Regions from separate parts of the Mus musculus genome. Here regions 2, 3, 4 and 5 are each linked to region 1. Evidence: chromatin contacts called from public HiChIP or PLAC-seq and Micro-C data. All regions are on one chromosome and are shown on one strand. The core of a region is the stretch at or near the end of the contact, and the rest is flanking DNA. Distances in the headings are between cores, read along the strand shown. Region 1 holds the start of Letm1 (leucine zipper-EF-hand containing transmembrane protein 1). Region 2 holds the start of Nkx1-1 (NK1 homeobox 1). Region 3 holds the start of Uvssa (UV stimulated scaffold protein A). Region 4 holds the start of Maea (macrophage erythroblast attacher). Region 5 holds the start of Cfap99 (cilia and flagella associated protein 99).

Region 1 (3,651 bases), core at 468-2,967:
CCCGCTTCCACATACCAAGTGTCTTCCTCTCACCAAGAACAGCACAGAAAGGGGAAAGGAAAGGATCTTCAGGGTGGACACTTGGCAAGCACACTTCCGCTGGGGAACCAGGTCAACTCAACATCAACAAGAGTAGCTGTGGGGCCTTGGCTTCATGAGATGAGCAAGGCACACTTAAAACCTCTCCAGGAACCCATCAGCAGAACACCAAAAGAGAAATCTTACAACACACCTGACCTAAGCACTCCTCAAAACTGTCAAGGTCATGGAAAGCAAACATAACCTGAGAAACGGTTACAACTTGAAGAGCCAAAAGGACAAATGTAATGTGGTGCCATGGAAAAATATAACGAGAAAATCAGAATAAAGTATGTCACACAAAAGTGAAGAAGAAGGTAAGTACTCAAGAATAAAGAACACTTTGATACAAAGTTGGCCTCAATTTATCCTCTAAGACTAAAAAGTCAGGATGTCCATCCTGTGCCTGTTGGCTCTGGGCACATCATTACAGGGAGAGCAGGGGCTTGCTACCCAGTAATGCTCTATTGTTCCACATCTAACCAGCTGACAGGAGTCTAACCACTGTCAGGGAAGCAGCATTTTTGTTCCAAGGGAACTGGGTTAACTAAAGAAAACATTCTTGTGCCTGGAATAATAACACACACACACAATATCAACTAATTTGAAAGCCATAAACATGCCAGAGAAATAAGAAAAGGCAGAAGTACATTATGGTATCCTGAACAAGTCAACAGGTAGACAGCGCTTATAGCAGAGACAGCTTGAAAAACCACACCAAACCCAGGGACACTCTGCTCTTTCCACGCATCCTAACTGGTTTTGCTGTTTGTTTTTAAGACTGGATCTTGTGCCCTGCCTGGCCTGAAATTTTAAATGGTCTGGAGTTCAGAGATTCACATGCCTCTGTTTCCAGGGTGCTGGGGGTAAAGGTGTGTGCCCCCATGCCTGGCTCCACACCATACCCGACTCTCCAATACTGTTAAGGTGACAAGAACTGTACTTCTACCAAGAAACCATAAGGTCTTGGGTCCCACTCTCACAGGCTGTTTCAACCTTACAAATAGGACACATATAAGTTTCCTTGGAAAGCACGGTCATCAGCCACCCCACCCCAGGGAGTGGCCCACTAAGCTGGCATCAACCACAACCCAATCTCCTTGTCCCAGAGTTCTGGCTTCCAAGCCTGAACTGGCCAAAGGGCAGGACAGGGCTCGATTCATCTTCGAGGGGAGCGGCAGGGAAGCCACGGCCCTAAGGAACTTTCTCAGCGCCTCGGTCGGCAGCAGTGACCTGCGGCGACCTGGGCAACTAAGGTCACAGGAAGCTGTCCAGCACAAGCGGCTCAGAGCGGCCCGGTGCTTGTCATTGCCGCGCTGCCTCGGGGCACGGAAGGGGGCGTCCCGCGCTGGCTCCCGGTCGCCCACAACAGGTCGTTTGCGCAGCACCAGCTTACCCCGCGGGGAGGCGGCCCGAGGTGGCGCGAGGCGGGCAGGCCCCCGGCCCCGGCAGCTCCTGAGCAAGATGGACGCCATGCGCCCGCCGCGGCGGCGTTCTATAGCTGCCTCAGCTTCCTCGGCGGATCTTGGCCGTCCCGGCGCCTGGGCCCAGCCCGCGCGGACGGTTGACGGCAGAGGTTGGCTCCGGCAGCAAGCGCTCAGCTCAAGGACCCGGCATCCGCAGCGGCCATGTCCCGGCACAAACGTCCGTAGGCGCGGGGCGGAACAGGCCTGGCCGGCACGGCTCCCATTGGCCCTGCGGCACCCGCCCTGGCCAGGTGAGGGGCGAGCCCGCCCAACAGACTACAAGGCCCAGCGTGCATCCGGGAGGCTTGCCTCTCCCGACTACAAGTCCCAGCGTGCGCCGAGTCTTGGGTTTTCTTGATGAGCTCAGATCTATCTGGAGTTCCTCTTGCATCTTAGCAGTGCCTAGCTTCTGATTTGGGGCTGCGGGCACAGAGGCGGCAAAAGAACTGGCATCTATTTTCATAACTACTAAGCCCTATATTATACTAGCCCATAGCAGATGGCTCATGGGACTTTAAGGAAGGGTGGTGGGTAGGGAACATAACTCTGCGAGGCTGTTAATTGGTCCCACCTCCTTGCTTCGCGTCAGGACGAGCAACCTTAGTAGTGGGCTGCACTCCTGGCAGGTCCCCTCTATGGTAGCTCACAGCCACCCCTGCCCACTCCAAAATAGACCTGGCAGCATCCTCTTCTTTAAAGGGTGGTGGCTGGAATGGCAGGCTTCAGGATTGTGGAAACCCAGGACTATACACACTCTGGTGCTCCAGAGCAGCCACCCTCTCCACAGATCTGTATCCCGACCCAGGGACACCAGACCGTTCCTGGAGACTTCCCTCACTGCTTTCCACCTCCTGCCTTTGTGGAATGCCTTTTCCGTTCCTTCTACGTTCCTGTGGGAGTGAACTCAGAATAGTAGGTGAAGATCTTCAGTATGAGGTTAATGCATTTTTTTTTTTTCTGATGAACAGGTGCTCAAGTCCTAATTCCAGCTGGCTCCCAGCGAGGACGCTTCACTAGTATCCCAGCACAGCCCATTGGGAAGAAGTAACCTATCTGGTCATTTTCTGAATCAGAACCTAAAAGCTGGGCCAGTGTAGGCCAGAATCCCTATCTCAGGACTCAGGTGGCAGAGAATCTCCTAAGACGTTTGGAACCTCTCTTGTGCACACGGTAATGTACATTGTGGGCATCAGATACAGAATTAAGTCAAGTGTAGGGATTCCCTGAAAGGGCTGATGACCTAAACCAAAGAACTGAAGTTTCTTAGCCAAGCTGAGAAACTTCCACCAATAAGAACACTTGCCTGACCAAAGAGGAGGAGGAGGAGGAAAGCAAAGCCAAGCCAAAGTAGTAATGACAACTGAGGAATACCGAATGGCTGAGAAGCACCTAAAGAAATGTTCAACATCCTTAATCATCAGGGAAATGCAAATCAAAACAACCCTGAGATTCCACCTTACACCAGTCAGAATGGATAAGATCAAAACCTCAGGTGACAGCAGATGCTGGTGAGGGTGTGGAGAAAGAGGAACACTCCTCCATTGCTGGTGGAATTGCAAGTTTGTACAACCACTCTGGAAATCAGTTTGGCAGTTCCTCAGAAAATTGGACATAGTACTACCTGAGGACCCAGCTATACCACTCCTGGTCATATACCCAGAAGATGATCCAACATGCAATAAGGACACATGCTCCACTATGTTCATAGCAGCCTTATTTATAATAGCCAGGAGCTGGAAAGAACCCAGATGTTCTCAACAGAGGAATGGATACAGAAAATGTGGTACATTTACACAATGGAGTACTACTCAGCTATTAAAAACAATGAATTCACCGGGCACTGGTGGTGCACGCCTTTAATCCCATCATTTGGGAGGCAGAGGCAGGCAGATTTCTGAGTTCCAGGTCAACCAGGGCTACACAGAGAAACCGCCTCAAAAAAACAAAAAAACAAAAACAAAAAACCAACCAACCAACCAAACAAACAAACAAAAACTCCAAAACAATGAATTCGTGAAATTCTTAGGCAAATGGATAGAACTAGAAAATATCATCCTGAGTGAGGTAACCAAATTGAAAAAGAACACACATGATATGCAGTTGCTGA
Region 2 (3,547 bases), core at 407-2,906, 350 kb before region 1:
CATGCCCCTCACCCACAGGTGGTCTTTAAATGCCAGAGGAGGCCTCCACGTTTTCCGACCCAGGGCCGGTGTTCAGCTCTCAGATCGAGTTGACGCTGACATACTGGAGCATAAAATCGCAACTCGAAAATAACCCAGCTCAAATGACCCAGGTCGCATGAAGAGTGCGGGTGTCCTGTCCTCAACTCCCAGGTCTTAGCAGGACAACTATTCCCTCAGGCGACACGTAGCCAGTCATCCCTGCCCCAGCCCTGCCTGGCTGCCCTCTCCCAACTGTGCAGCGCTCGCTCCCTCCCTACACAGCTCCAGCAGGCAGCCGCGAGTTCCTCGTAGACCAACCCCTTGGCGGAGAGAGGGGTCCAACTGCAGCCTGCATGGCCTGCCCTTCCTCTCTCTAGGAACGGAAGGTCAATGCAACCGCGTTGGTAGAGCTGGCGGCCCCAGTCCAGTTCTCCCTGAGCGTTCTGGTCCATGAGAGGCGCAGGGGCCAAGAAGTTAGAGGAGGACGGGGGAGGGGCACAAAAAGCAATCAGGAGCTGGTCGAATGCAATTCGCGATCAATAGCGGCCCCTAATAAGTGTAATAGGTTTTAATCGAGTAATTATCCGAATTTTGACCCTATAATTTAGATGTTCGGGGGGAGTTTGCAAGGTGCTTGAAAGAGATATGCATGCGCCGTAATGGGATATCGACCGCAAAGGGGGCGCGGGCCGCCCCATTACCGGCCGCTTTCCGCCGCTAAGCACATTTCCCTTTAACTGTAATCGAAGGGATTTAATTGTTTTTCCAGAGATAACCAGCGTTTTGTCACAATTAGTCTGATTTGTCCAAAGGGGGAGGGCCGGGAAGGCCACGGTGGGGGTGGGTAAGTCACCAAGTCAGTCGCCGCATGTCCCTTTGCCTCCAGCACCAACTACCCTCCAACACCAAAGATTGACTAGATGAATCCTGGACCGTAGTCGCAACCCCAAGGCCCCAGATTTGGCCCAACAGAACCTTTCCAGAAGCGTGCAGCAGTGAGGGCCCTAGAGTCCGGGTCGGGAGGAGGCCACGGATGCTTGGGGCGGACCCCGCGCTCTGCGAACTTTCCACAGAGCCCGGCGGCGCTTGGGTCAGGCCCAGCTCGCCGGGAGCATAAACATTCCGGAGCAGTCGGTGTCCTCGCCCCTATCACCAACCCCTTATACTCACTTGTAGGCTCAGCTCCCGCGGCCGCTGCGACTCCTGTGGCGGCGGAGAGGGCTCGGCGTTCTAGCTCTGCGCGCGGCGAACGTCCGGAGGCAGCGGGGACCGCGACGCACGCGGCCGGGGCGCATGGGGCACACGTAGCGGGCACCACAGGGCCCAGTAGCACGCAGCGGCGTCTCCTACTGTTGAACTTGTTGGGATCTAGGATGTCCAACACGGAGAAGGAGGTGGGGCGCGGGGGCGCGGCGGGCCGGGCCGCTCCAGCCCCCTCTGGCACCGCGGGAACAGTGTCGCTGGCCGCGAGCGGTGGCACTCCAGCCCGGGGAAAGATGGGCAGCTCAGCTCGTCCGTCCATAGTGTCCCGAGCTGTAGCCGCAGGAGCCGGCGGTGCGGGCCCCGAGCCGGGCCCGGGCGGTGGCGGTGGCAGCGCGGGGACGTCCCCGGGTGCCGCCGGGCCGCTGGTACTCATGCGGGCCTCGGGCCGCTCAGGCGGCTCGGGCCCCCGCTACCTACTGGGATCCCATCCCTGCGCCCCGCAAAATCAGCCTCAGCCCAGCTGTTCCCGCTCTGCTGGTGCTGCCTGGCCTTGCCTCCGCCACCGCTTCAGGCGCCCGCCGCGCCGGGCCAGTGCATTTATGGCGGCCCCGCCGGAGGCGCCCACGCGCCCACACGCCGCACACACGTGCGCCCGCAGGCGGCCGCAGGGTTCCGCTTCCCTCGTTAGCGCTCACGCCTAATTGGCTGCGAACGGTCCCAAGCGGAGTAGGCGGGCCCGGTACGGGACTCACGGACTGAGCCGCAGAGACGGACAGACAGACGCCCTGCCCGGAGCCAGAGCACAGTCCACTGGAGGCTGGGGTGCTCAGCACCGTGCCGCTGCGCCTCCGCGGGGCTGGAAACTGCGTGCCCGCCTCCTTGGCGAAGGGGGAGGAGACAGTCGCCTTTTAAATAATTGCGGGATCAGTTGGCTGTGGAGGGCTGCAGAGGCCCCAGGACGTGGGAACCCACGCGCCCCGAGTTGGCCTGGACATCCCAGCTCAGGGTACCGCTAAGGCAGGTCTCTCCTGCTGCCGTGGCACGCGGGGTTCTGGGCTATCCTGGCACCAGGGGCTCTCGCGCCTTCCGCTGCTAGGACGGAAAGGGAGAGAGGGGTTCTTGCGGGTTCTGAGTCTCTCCAGGGTCTTCAGCCCCTTGTGGGGCGTGTTCCCAGAGTTTCGGTTTCCGCTGCCCTCGATTGCTGTTTTTCCGCGTCTGGAGCAATCTGGTCAGAATCTCTGTCCCTCCATCCTCACTGGCTTTGACTCCCGCCCCCTTGGCTGGATCAAATTAGGGACGACTCGAAATCCCCCGCAAGAGGCGGGGCTGGCGCCCGCGAGTGACGCTCATTAGAAGTGGAATCGAAATGAGTAGGGCTAGACGGCCGTCCTAGTCCCCGCCCCCCCCCCAAAGGGTGACCGAAAAATCGCACAAATAGCAGGTGGCCTACATAAAGATCGATACCCTTCATGTAACGGGAAAATATGTGTTTCTTCCAGAAATAATACGGAAACTGTCCTCTTCCCCATCCCTAACAAATCAGAAGGGCCGTTTGAGGCCTGAGCGTTTGTGCACCGTCTTGTCCAGTCTGGAGATTTACAGGACAGTCTCGGCGGACGACCTCGGAAGGTCGAGCCCGGCTTTGGAGGATGAGGGTCAGGTAGCCGATGCTTCGCTTCCTAGTTTTCCTCCTCCTCTCGCTCAGGCCAATGAGCTGACCCGCCTCTGAAGGACCCAGGTGGGACCCGGCGATGGAACTGGCGTGCCCAGAGTGTGAGTGTGTGCGCCTACGACGTGTGCTCCAGCGGGTATGCATTCCTCCTCCCACTACGGTCCCGAGAGCCTGCTCTGCACAAGGACGGTCCTTTGCAATTACCGCGGGCAATGATCCTTCGGAAGCAGAAATTAAAAGTTAGGAGAAATAATGGGGGACCGATCGCCTGTAATTTGGGCCAAGCTCGGACATGCTGAGCCTCTGGGAGGCTGGGACAGGAGGCAGAAGGAGGGGGGCAGGGCTCTCCTCCCCTCAGTTTCTTCCCTGCCCCCTCCCACCCTCACCGCGCTGGTCCATCCTGAGATTCTAATCAGACCCACAACACTGTGTCCTTCCTTGCCAGGACCTGATTATTCTTTATCTTTAAATTATAAATCACCTCTGGGGAAGGAGGGTGGGTAATCTCTCATCACAGTGAGGTAATTATCTTCTTCCCGCCCCCATCTTGGTCTTTGCTCCCTTCCTCTTCTCAACTGAGTTTGAATATAGATGTACACGCCCCATTCTCTTACAAACACACACACACACACACACACACAGAGAGAGAGA
Region 3 (3,282 bases), core at 761-3,260, 400 kb before region 1:
CAGGATCAAATCTAGGGCCTCACACAAGCTGTGTAAATGCTGTCAGTAAGCCATTCTCTGCCCTGTTGCATCTAATTAATTTTTTTACTTTAGGGGTTCTGTTGATGATAGTGGTATGTTCTGAGAAATGGGTCATTAGGCAGTTACATCGTTATGTGACCATAGTATGTACTTAAACATCTGCTATATCATTAGGTGTCGAATTTGGTTTGACATCAACTGAAATGACATCATATACTATGTGACTGTTTATCACAATATACCTTCAAGTAGTATACCGATTTATGTAAGAATACAACTCTTGGAACATATATTACCATTTCCTCCCTCCATATCACTTGAGTAGCTGTTGTCATAATTTTTTCCTCAATATTGAACTTCAAAATCTATTGAACTGTGGCTTATAAAAGAGATTTGCAATCCTTTCATCAGCTTTATTGTTTACAGTTCTTGAGTTGCTCAGAGTCTGGATCTGCTCTCGTTTCCTTCCCAGGACTCCCTGAGAAGTGCTGGCAGGCCACTTCTTGCTCCTGTCTGCAGCAAGCTCAACTTTTGACGGACCCCCCCCACCCCCCCCCGCCCCGCCGCACATATGTACAAGCCTGGCTTGACACAACCTTTTCTTGTACTTCTTTAAAAGACATTTTCCAACTCCTGAGATCACACAGCTGCTAAGCCTGGCAACTTCCGTTTGAGTAGTGGAACCCACATGGTGGAGAGAACCACCTCTCAGAAATTGTCCTGATCATACTAGGGAGGGTCCCACCTTCTAACCCCCCAATAAAAAAAAATGTAATAATATCTTAAAGACATTTCATTCTCTTTAAATTTTGGGGGTGGGATGGGTGGGGGCAATCTGTGCATGTAAAATGAGAAACTACAGTCCACGATCAATCTCACGAGTGTATGAGGACTGGGACCTGCCAAGAGGTGGTGGGAAGAGCTCAGATTCCAAACATCACAAGTTGAGTTGCCAGATCCTCACATATTGAACACAACACAAATGAACGGGGGAGGGGGGGGGAGGGGACGGACGTGTCGGGGGAGTCCAGTTGACTTTGTTCACTGACCCGGATTCAGGGAAGGGTAGGTAAGTGGGTGGGACAGTAGGCACACCATGCTTTTAACAGTCTAGTCCAGAAGCTCAAGACCGTCCTGCAGGACACACAAACTGGCTGAATGCCCGCTCTATGGGTGCAGACCCGAACCCCAAACCGGATACACAGGGAGACCGGTGTATGCTTCTCCTTTGCTAAGCGAAGCAGGAGCTGACAGCGGAAAGGCAGAGCGAGTTGTGAGCCGGCTAAGGCGGCAGTATCCGGGGTCTGTGCGTTCAAGAGTTGGGCTGAAGCAGCGTGAGGTTGGTAGAGGCCAGAGTCCTGAACACTGTGAAGCTGTAGGAAGGGAGCAAGCAGCTCTAGCCGAGAGCTGACATATCTTCTACAATCATCTACGTTGAGACTGAACTGACATTTTAAAACATCCAATCAGTGCAACCACCACTACCCCAGGGCAGCCTTGCAACGGTGCCTCCCACCATAGCCTGTCCTGGGGTGGACAACTGACCCGGTCAGGGAGGCGGGCCGACCCTTCCCAACCGGACTTGCGCCCAGATTCCCTTCTGAGCTTTCTTAGCAGATATACAGAGGCTGTACATAGGCCGCGAGCCTCCTGGTGGCCAGAGAACTGATCCCCAGATCAAAACTTCTTTCTGCACCTCAGTCTCATACTCCTGACCCAAAGCCACCGCCCCTTTAAGAACTTGCCGGGCCCTCCCGCCTCCTTTTTCTCGCGCTTAGTTCTTCTCGATCTGCCCCGCCCCCTGGAGGAGCGTTGCGTCACCGCGTTGCCGCGTCCTCGCGCCTGCGCTGTGGAGCCGCTCCAGGCAAATGACGGAGACGGGTGGCTGCCTCATCTGAAAGGGACTGGACCAGAGCGGGCGCGTCGCGGTGACTTCCGCTCCTGCGCCGCGGGTCTTCGCGAGTGTGTGCCCGCTGCTCTCTGGGGCCTGTAACAGAGAGAGCTCTGTCTACACCGGAAGGGGTGGGCGAAACAAGCTGCTGCATCCTGCGGGCCGTGTCACCGGGGCTGAGGGACGCTGGTACTACGTCTCCTGAGGCAGCGAGTGCGGCGGACTGAGGGTCGTGGCTGGTCAGATTCTCGGCCCGCAGGGTCGGATCAGTCGCCCCCGCAGTTGTCCAGAGACTGTCGCTTGCAGAGAGCGAGTTTCTTGTGCGGCCAGTTTGCTTAAAATTTAGTGACATTTCCCCTTAGCCCGCGGTAACGTCACCCACACAGCTGACCGAAGACTGCCGGAGTTAGTCTCATCTTTAAAACCTTAGCTAATTATCACCGAAGGGCTTGATGGCCTTCCGTGGGAATGTGGTGGCTAGCCTTCTTCGCCTGGGAGACAACCTACAGAGACACCCTAGGGCCTTTGCCGTAATCCCCAGTATTTGGAGTCCCCCATAAACTTAAAACTAAGACCGTGAAGTATTTATTGTATGTTAACTCAGCATCTCCGCGTCCCTTGTTTCTAGATATGGATCAGAAACTTTCACAGTTGATAGAGGAGCTCACAACTTCAGGAGAATCCCAACTCAATGCTCAGAAAATGAAGGAACTGAAGAAAATTTGCAAGTATGTATTGAGGCTAAATGTGCCAATGTCCCCTGAGCACCCACACCGTGGAGATTGTGGACCCTCTGCCCTCTTGTACACCTCTGCCACCTCCTGCATTCACTACCTAGGAAGGAATTATCTGATCACCAGGGCATGGTGGCATTTGCCTGTTGTGAGGTAGAGTTGGGAGTAGCATGAGTTCCCCGCAGCTTGGGCTACATAGTAAGGCCTTGTCTCAGGAACCACTAAAGGATTTCTGGGGCTGTAATCCTGGTGTACCTGGGTCCAGAATGTCGCGCAAACTCTGAACTTGGTGCCTCTGACGATTTCTGTAAGGTATAAAGCTATCACACTATGTCAGTAAAAGTAGATCCTCTTCTTTTCCGTTGGAGTAAAGAGTTCATGATTGGGTCAGTGGCTCTGGCCTCCCCACCCCCGCCCCACCCCCAGGGATGCTCAGGAGCCCCAAGCATGCTGTCCCCAAGCAAACTGTACCACTGAGCTACCTATTATTATCATCATCATCATCATTATTATTATTATTATTATTATTATTATTATTTCTCCTTCTCCTCCTCCTCTCCCTCCTCCTCCTCCTCCTCCTCCTCCTCCTCCTCCTCCTCCTTCTTCTTCTTCTTCTTCTCTCTCTCTCTCTCTCTC
Region 4 (3,371 bases), core at 289-2,788, 450 kb before region 1:
CAGTCACTGATTTCTTCATCATCTAACTCTATAAGACTAAAGACTAGGGGGAGGGAGGCATGGAACCTGCATGGGAGATGGTATCATCTGAGAAGGGGCACAGAAGATCTGTGAAACAAGAGAATCTCTGTTGAGTTCGAGGCTAGCCTGGTCTACATAGAGTTCCAAGATAGAGTCTCAAGGAAAAACAAAACAAAGATCCAGTTCTGTAAAATACAAAAGACAACTTAATGTAGAAGTCATTTCCTAAGGAATGAAATGTAATTCCATTTTTAATTTTAAAAGCAGGCGAGGAGGGCTGGAGAGATGGCTCATGGGTTAAGAGCACATGCTGGTCTTGTAGAGAACTCAAGTTTAGTACTCAGCACCCATGTGCTTGTCTCACAACAATCTGTAACTCTAGTTCCTGGGGGATCTAACGCTCTCTTCTGGCTTCTGCAGAAATCATGCAAACGTGAGGTAGGTTCAATTCACCAAAAAAAAAAAAAAAAAAAAAAAAAAAAAAAAAAAAAAGCCATTCAGTTCAGATAAAGGGTTTTAGTGACCCTCAAGTTTATTGTCTGGCTACCAACAAATGGCCAAATTGAGTTCAAAATAGAAGAATTAGAATGTAGGTAAAAGGCATGATAATTAAGCAATCTCAGTCAAGGTGTGGTCTGGTTGATAGTTACTTCAATTCTGTTTTTCAGGTGGTTTAAAGAAGTCCTCATTGCCTTAGGGAACAGACTGATTCTCAGGTCTTGTGACATGTGCTGTAGGGTGAAGCCTACATCACAGATAATTGCTTTCACTCAGGAGCCCTGGAAGATCCACGTTGCTTAGTTTATCAGAAAGATGTTAACTGATCATTACTATTGCTCCAGGAATTCAACTTGACTACAAGTTTAGGTCAGGGACTGGACACCTTCAGACGCCTTTTGGACCCCAAATCAAGGATTCATCGCTTTTTCACAAATGCAGTTCCCAAGTGTTCCTTATGTTATTACTGGCAGGAAAGCACAGCTGCTCGATAGCCCCTCCCTGTCTTATTCTATTGTAAACATTCTTTATCTTTTATTGGGAAGCCCGCTCTTGGACGCCAGAGCTGTTAATCGGCGAAAATGGAGATGAAGGAAAGTAGTTCCCGGATGGCAAAAACCGCACCCCTAAGTGACCATTCAGAGATAACGGCCACCGAGCGCTGAGGCAGGGCCTGTGACCACTACGGGAGGCGACTTCGGAGGTGTGTGTGTGGGGGGGGGGTGCGACCACAACGTGAGTCGTCTCAGCCCCAACCCTCCGAACGTCCATGGCGTCGGGATCCCCGCTCTACTAAATCCGCATCTGCGGCCTACGCCAGCGGACAATTCAATGAGGAAGCCGCTCTCTAGAGCTGCCGGCGATTGGTCGAGCCCGTGAAAGATGATTGGCTCTGGCCTTCTTCCGCTCGGGCGGCCCGGTGACACGATTGGTGCAGACTCATAGCCGCTCCGCCTGCTCCCGTACGTAGCACGTCACTATCCGGCGTGCCCCGTACCCGCCTCCTCCGCTCGGCCGGCCCAAGATGGCGGTGCAGGAGTCGGCGGCCCAGCTGTCCATGACCCTGAAGGTGCAGGAGTACCCGACCCTCAAGGTGCGTTCTAGGCGCGGCTAGGGTCGCCACCGCATCTTGGGAGGGGTCGTGGTGGTGCAGGGGCTGGGTCGCTGCCGGAGTCGCTTCTGGAGGGACTGCACGGCCGGGGGCGGGGTCGGGGGCGGTGGGGCTGCGGCTCTCCAGCGCGATGGGCACGGGCCGGGGCCTCCCGATGGGGCCAAGGGGGACCTCTCGGTGTACTGTGACCTAGGTGGTGCGGGGCGACAGAGTCAGAGGGCTTCCGAGGCCCGGGCGGCGGGGCCTGAGCCCTGCCTCCCACCCAGCCTTCAAAGCCGAGAGGCTGCGGGCCGTGCGAGTGCGGGCAGCGAGGCCACGGCCGGGGCGGCGGGCACTAAAGAACCAGGGGCCCTGGACGCGGAGGTGGGTCGCGGCGGCCCCGGGGCGTCCTTCCGGAAGCTCGGCCTGGGGCGTGGCGGGCATGCCTCTGGTGCTAATTAGGGGGCCAGTGGGGAGCACTGGCGACCCGGTGGCACCCCGCCTCGCTGGGCGTCCCCAGAACTCCAGCGCAGCTCCTGCCCTTGGTTTCCGGGGCGTGACCTTGGGTGGTCGCTGCGCCAGTGCGTTCCTTTAGGACAAACGTTCATCCCCGCCGGAAGACTGGGAGGCTTCAGTTGCTAGAGGGCTTGATGGTACCGGATGGACTGCGGTGAAGTACCTGGGAAGAAAAGCCTTAAGAGGAAGAAAAAAATTCTTTGGTTCCAAGGAAGGCCGGCAGAGCCTTCGTGTTCTACATTCCTTGGCTGAGGTCTGGGCAGCTTTTCTTCTGGAGCTCTTGGCACCTCATCCATCTCTTTGGTGACCCAGTGGTTGTTTGGTGGTGGGTGGGTGGGTCGTTTAGCTAAGGTTGAAGACTACAGGTTCTAGGCGAGACCGCTTTTTCTGTGCTTAGGGAGACCCAGATTGTATGGGAGGCACCTGACTTCTGCTGGTGTTCCCTTGTCTGATGTAAGCCCTAGGGAGCACTTGTTTTCCTCCCCGAGGGTGAAGTGAGCGAGCTTATATTGCACATGGAAGTCTTGGCATTCCCTGGAAGGCATCTCTTGTCATTGTCCCTGTGACATCTGACTGCTCTGGAGTAGTTTGTCTTCACAGGAGGGCAGAAGCAAGGCCCAGCTGGCCTTCTTCTATAGTTGGTGAGCAGCCATATTTGATCAATGTTTTGTATCCTGTGCTTTATTTGACTAAGGAAGGGAGCAAACACCACCAGTCTTTTTTGTCAGATGTTCAAAATGTATGGCTTGGGGGAGTAGGAGGTACTTGTGACAGACCTCGGTCTTGTACGTGCTAGGCCAATGCTCTGCTACTGAGCTACATCCTCAGGCCTTGTTTTCTTTCTTTCTTTTCTTTTCTTTTCTTTTCTTTTCTTTTTTTTTTTTTTTTTTTTTTTTTTTGAGGCAGGCTTCTGTAGGCCATGAATCCGAGTGCTGGGATTACAGGTGACTCTTACCAATCCTGTAGTTTCCTGGCACTCTTGGATTTCTGTTGATTGACAGATGGAAACCCTGACTCTTAACAGTGGTCATACTTGGGGCCTTCTATCACTAGACCTGTAACCACTGACGTCTGGGCCTCGCCAGGACTTCCAGACCTGTTGCAATGAGGTTGCTTTGGGAGAACGTGGCTATTTGTTCTGGCTGGTGAATTTGGGACCCACAGACAGGAAAGGTTTCAGAGCTCCCTCCCTCTCTGGCTTACTGAACGCATTAGGCAGTGAAATGGATGGTCAGGGTTCCTCCAG
Region 5 (3,698 bases), core at 1,077-3,576, 510 kb after region 1:
TCGGGCATGCAAACACTCCCACCTGCTCCCCTGACATTTGTTATTGAAAAAGTAAATCCCACCTCTGCAATGACTTTTTCAGTACTGAACTTGTGTTGTTGTTGTTGTTGTTGTTGTTGTCGTTTGGTTTTGTTTTTCTTGTGCTAAAAATTCACTCAATTGGGGCGGGGGGCACTCCTTGTGCAGATAAGCAGAGCAGGAGCTGCTGCAGCCGCTAGCAGACCCACTAACCATCAGCAGGCAGGACTGTGCACATTGAAGGGATTGCAGCAAAGAGAGTGCCAGACGCCTAGGGCGTGGCTAAGGGCAAGCAAGACTCAAACCACACCCATCGCAAGGGTCGCAAGGGTTCCCCACACACAACCCCACCCCCCAGTATATTTGCCCACAACCAGGAAGACAGGAGCACGAGCCGCTGCTGCACCAGCGCACAAGACTCCAGAATACCTTCTGTCCAGTCCGAGGCTGATCAAAGGCAGCCCCATGCTTTGTAAGCCTTCACCCCAACATTCTCTAACCTAAGGAAAAACTTCCCGACCTCGGCAGACAAAAACTGTAACAGATTCAGATCCCTGAAAGTCCCCTAAACCTCAAATGCCAGTCTTCCAAACAGACCAGCTGTCTCTCCAGAATACTCGCCCCACTCCGAGAGACCATTCACAGAGTCTGGGACAGAAACCCTAAATCAAGAAATGTGGCTAGTCACGGCGGGAGAGCGGTCAGTTCCTTGGGTGGGCCAAAGAGAAGGAGGCCTCTGACTTCGGAGATACCAGCACGCAGCCGCTGCACTGCTCCCGCCCTTAGTCTTTGCAGTGACCCCACCCAGGTCGTGACCCTCTGAAGACCTCCAGCGTTGGCGTCCCCAGACTCCGCCAACCCCCAACACGCAGCTTTGGACGCCGCAGCTGCGTCCTGGATCTTCGCTGGATCCTAGCTTTGCATCGCCCAGCTGCGAACAGAGCGCACCGGGTCCGGCTCCGGGCTGCCAGCCCCAGGCAGGCAGCGGGACGCAGCGCCCGCAGTGCGACTGGCACGGCTGCCGGGGCGCGCCGCCTGGACCCGAACTGGCTGGTGAATCGCACCTCCGGCCCACTGAAGCTTCAAGCTCCACGAGCCTCACCCCGCGACTGGGCAGAGGACTGGTCGGAGATCCAAAAGGGTGCAGGCGGCTACCGGAACAGGATAGAGATGAGAACTGGACCAAGATCCAATTACTCCGTTTTGGGATAGAGGACCAGACCGCGGCGTGAGGGACCTCTAAGATACGGGAAGAAAGAGTCTGACCAAAGCCTAAGGTTGGAGAAAGGGGAATGAAACGGTCGGTTCCCAAGTGCGAAGGGAGGGTGGGAGACCCACTATCCTAGGACAGAATAATTGTGTTGCGAAAAGATGAAGGAGCATCAGCGGTGAGGCTAGAGGGAACCAAGAGAAGTAGGGGCTCTGAGCACGCAGGCTGGGACCGCTGGGTGCGAGCTGGAGCCAGCCCATCTAGTATCCAGACGAGGAGAAACATGACAGTACACCCAGGCCCGAAAGAAAGAGCCCCGTCTGGTACTGGAAAAGAGCAGTCAATGCGCGCCAGGTACATGGTCTGTCCAAGTCGCGGAATGCAGGGAAAGGGCATCCCATGAACTGGAGAAAGAAATTCATACAGGGCCAAGGAAACGAGGTCTATCTATCAAGGAGGGACCTGCAGGATAAGGGATCTGGAGGGGGGAAAGCGCGACGCCGGGACATGGTCCGCAGCTGGAGCCGCTCACCTTGGGTTTGTACAGCCACTTTCGGAATCTGTTCATCATCGCCGCGCCGGCCCGAGCCACGCTCCGGGCGGCCCTCGCCCTCTGCAGCGCTGCGCCCGGGTCCGGCTGCGGCGCGGGGTGGACACGCAGGCAGGGCCGGGACCTGCTTGAGCAAGCAGATCGTGTGCGCGGCGCCTAGCGCCGAGCAGCTGGCTGCAGGTGCGCGGGGCAGGTGCGCGGCCGGAAGGATGCTCAGCAAGCGGCGCGCGGCCGACCCAAACCCGCGAGCGGGCGGGCGCGCGGAAAGGCGCGGGCACAGGGCGCGCGGTGCTTCACGGCTTAAGAGCACCCAGCGCCTCCGCCGGTCACGACCGCACATGCGCCGGAGGCGCCGCACGCCCCCGGCCCGCTGCAAGTGGTGGATGGGGCGAGCCCGGCGAGGCCGCCAATCCCCGCCCAACGCCACGCCGTACCCCACCCGGGACGCGCACCAAGGGAGGGAGGCTCAGGACTACAGGTCCCGGCGCCCACCGCGGGCAGGGCCTGCGCGGCGTTGCTAGGTGACGGCGCCCAAACGATGCCTAGGCGATCTGCGGGTACCGGAGCTGGCCAGTGAACGCTCCCGCCCGCGGCGCCTGGACAGACTACGAGGTTAAAGCCAAGGAAGGCCAAGAGGCCCGCAGGTAGGCAGGCAGGTTAAGGTGAGGGGCCGCCACAGGGAGCCAGGCACAGCCCATCCTCTTCTCCCTAACTCGTTTTCTCCAGTTCTCCAATCTTTGCCTATTTTCTGGCCTTAGCGAGCTACCTTTGCGCTTTTCTTCCCACCTCCAAAAATAAAAGTAGGGTGTTTTCCACCACCTCCAATCAATCTCTCTCTCTCCCTCCCTCTCCCTCCCTCCCTCCCTCCCTCCCTCCCTCCCTCTCTCCCTCTCTCCCTCTCTCCCTCTCTCTCTCTCTCTGTTAACAGGTGACCCAGATGACTACCTCTTAATACAGTGTGTGTACCCTAGCAGTTCCTGCATCTTCCCTTAGCCCCTCAGCCCTGGACCTGCTTTGTAGCTCCCTTCTTACTCCTTGGAAGCTGCTCTCCACCCATTTCTATGTAGTTCCAGGCAGCTACGTGGTTTTAAAAACATTTTTTCCCTCCAGCCTAAATGCTTGAATTCAGATGTTTGCCTGTTCTTCACTATTTGTACAACTAACAGATCACCTTAGAGTCAACATGTCCACAACTGTATACTCTCTCAGTCATAAAAACTGCTTGTGGGGCTGGGAAGATAGCTCAATCAGTGACGTGTTTGCCTAATTAGTGGAAGAAGGTTCAGCATGCCAGAACTCACTGGAAAAACAAAAACAAAAACAAAAACCCTAGGCATGGACTGGAGAGATAGCACGGTGATTAAGAGCAGTGGGTGCTCTTGGCAAGGCCCCAGATTCAGTCACCAGCACCTCCATGGCTGCTCACAACTTTCTGTAACTCCACCTCCAAATAATCAAACCCCTCTTCTGGACTTCATGGGCCCTGCATGCATGTGATGCACATACATACATGCAGGCAAATACACATAAACATAAGAAATAAATATATTTTTGTAAAAAAGGCCAGGCATTATGACATTTACAATCGCTGCACTTCAGAGGCTAAGAAGATGGACCCACGGGGTTCACTAGTCAATGTAGCCTATTGCCTAGTTGGTGAGCACCACAATAATGGGAAACTCTGCCCAAAACACAAGGTGGAGCTGGGCGTGGCGGCGCACGCCTTTAATCCCAGCACTTGGGAGGCAGAGGCAGGCAGATTTCTGAGTTTGAGGCCATCCTGGTCTACAAAGTGAGTTCCAGGACAGCCAGGGCTACACTACGGTCATTTTCTGGCCGCCCCATGGAAGTGCACACACTTACATATGCACCCATATATACACGCACATAAAAATAAGTAAAAAAATTTTAAAAGAAAAC

What was found. A called contact is a pair of places that touch in the nucleus more often than the background predicts. HiChIP or PLAC-seq counts read pairs in DNA pulled down with a chosen protein or histone mark.
Region 2: a contact with region 1 is called in a Micro-C map of embryonic stem cells, with 2.6 times the contacts expected there. The contact joins the promoter of Nkx1-1 here to the promoter of Letm1 in region 1. A contact is called at or near these places in 1 of 484 Hi-C or Micro-C datasets (embryonic stem cells), 1 of 115 datasets of contacts at active chromatin or transcription factors (embryonic stem cells) and 1 of 9 other capture datasets (adipose tissue).
Region 3: a contact with region 1 is called in a Micro-C map of embryonic stem cells, with 5 times the contacts expected there. The contact joins the promoter of Uvssa here to the promoter of Letm1 in region 1. A contact is called at or near these places in 1 of 39 promoter capture datasets (liver), 6 of 484 Hi-C or Micro-C datasets (CD4 T cells, CD8 T cells, embryonic stem cells and 2 more), 3 of 115 datasets of contacts at active chromatin or transcription factors (embryonic stem cells, extraembryonic endoderm stem cells and memory CD8 T cells) and 1 of 9 other capture datasets (embryonic stem cells).
Region 4: a contact with region 1 is called in a FOXA1 HiChIP or PLAC-seq map of pancreatic cancer cells. The contact joins the promoter of Maea here to the promoter of Letm1 in region 1. A contact is called at or near these places in 1 of 39 promoter capture datasets (liver), 1 of 484 Hi-C or Micro-C datasets (embryonic stem cells) and 2 of 115 datasets of contacts at active chromatin or transcription factors (microglia and pancreatic cancer cells).
Region 5: an H3K4me3 HiChIP or PLAC-seq map of pro-B cells shows a contact between it and region 1, with 7 times the contacts expected there. The contact joins the promoter of Cfap99 here to the promoter of Letm1 in region 1. A contact is called at or near these places in 1 of 39 promoter capture datasets (liver) and 1 of 115 datasets of contacts at active chromatin or transcription factors (pro-B cells).

The regions. Positions count from the first base shown.
Region 1 is chr5:33,781,000-33,784,650 of GRCm38.p6, forward strand. It overlaps Letm1 (leucine zipper-EF-hand containing transmembrane protein 1), which reads right to left and starts at 1,718. Exons shown (of 14, transcript NM_019694.2): 1 at 1,475-1,718. The coding sequence starts at 1,553.
Region 2 is chr5:33,432,434-33,435,980 of GRCm38.p6, forward strand. Nkx1-1 (NK1 homeobox 1) reads right to left here and starts at 1,657. Exons shown (of 2, transcript NM_011320.1): 1 at 1,192-1,657. The coding sequence starts at 1,657.
Region 3 is chr5:33,376,686-33,379,967 of GRCm38.p6, forward strand. Uvssa (UV stimulated scaffold protein A) reads left to right here and starts at 2,011. Exons shown (of 14, transcript NM_001081101.2): 1 at 2,011-2,317; 2 at 2,541-2,640. The coding sequence starts at 2,543.
Region 4 is chr5:33,334,034-33,337,404 of GRCm38.p6, forward strand. It overlaps Maea (macrophage erythroblast attacher), which reads left to right and starts at 1,539. Exons shown (of 9, transcript NM_021500.2): 1 at 1,539-1,612. The coding sequence starts at 1,544.
Region 5 is chr5:34,286,339-34,290,036 of GRCm38.p6, forward strand. Cfap99 (cilia and flagella associated protein 99) reads left to right here and starts at 2,327. Exons shown (of 16, transcript NM_001370805.1): 1 at 2,327-2,422. Zfyve28 (zinc finger, FYVE domain containing 28) reads right to left here and starts at 1,986. Exons shown (of 13, transcript NM_001015039.1): 1 at 1,761-1,986. The coding sequence starts at 1,799.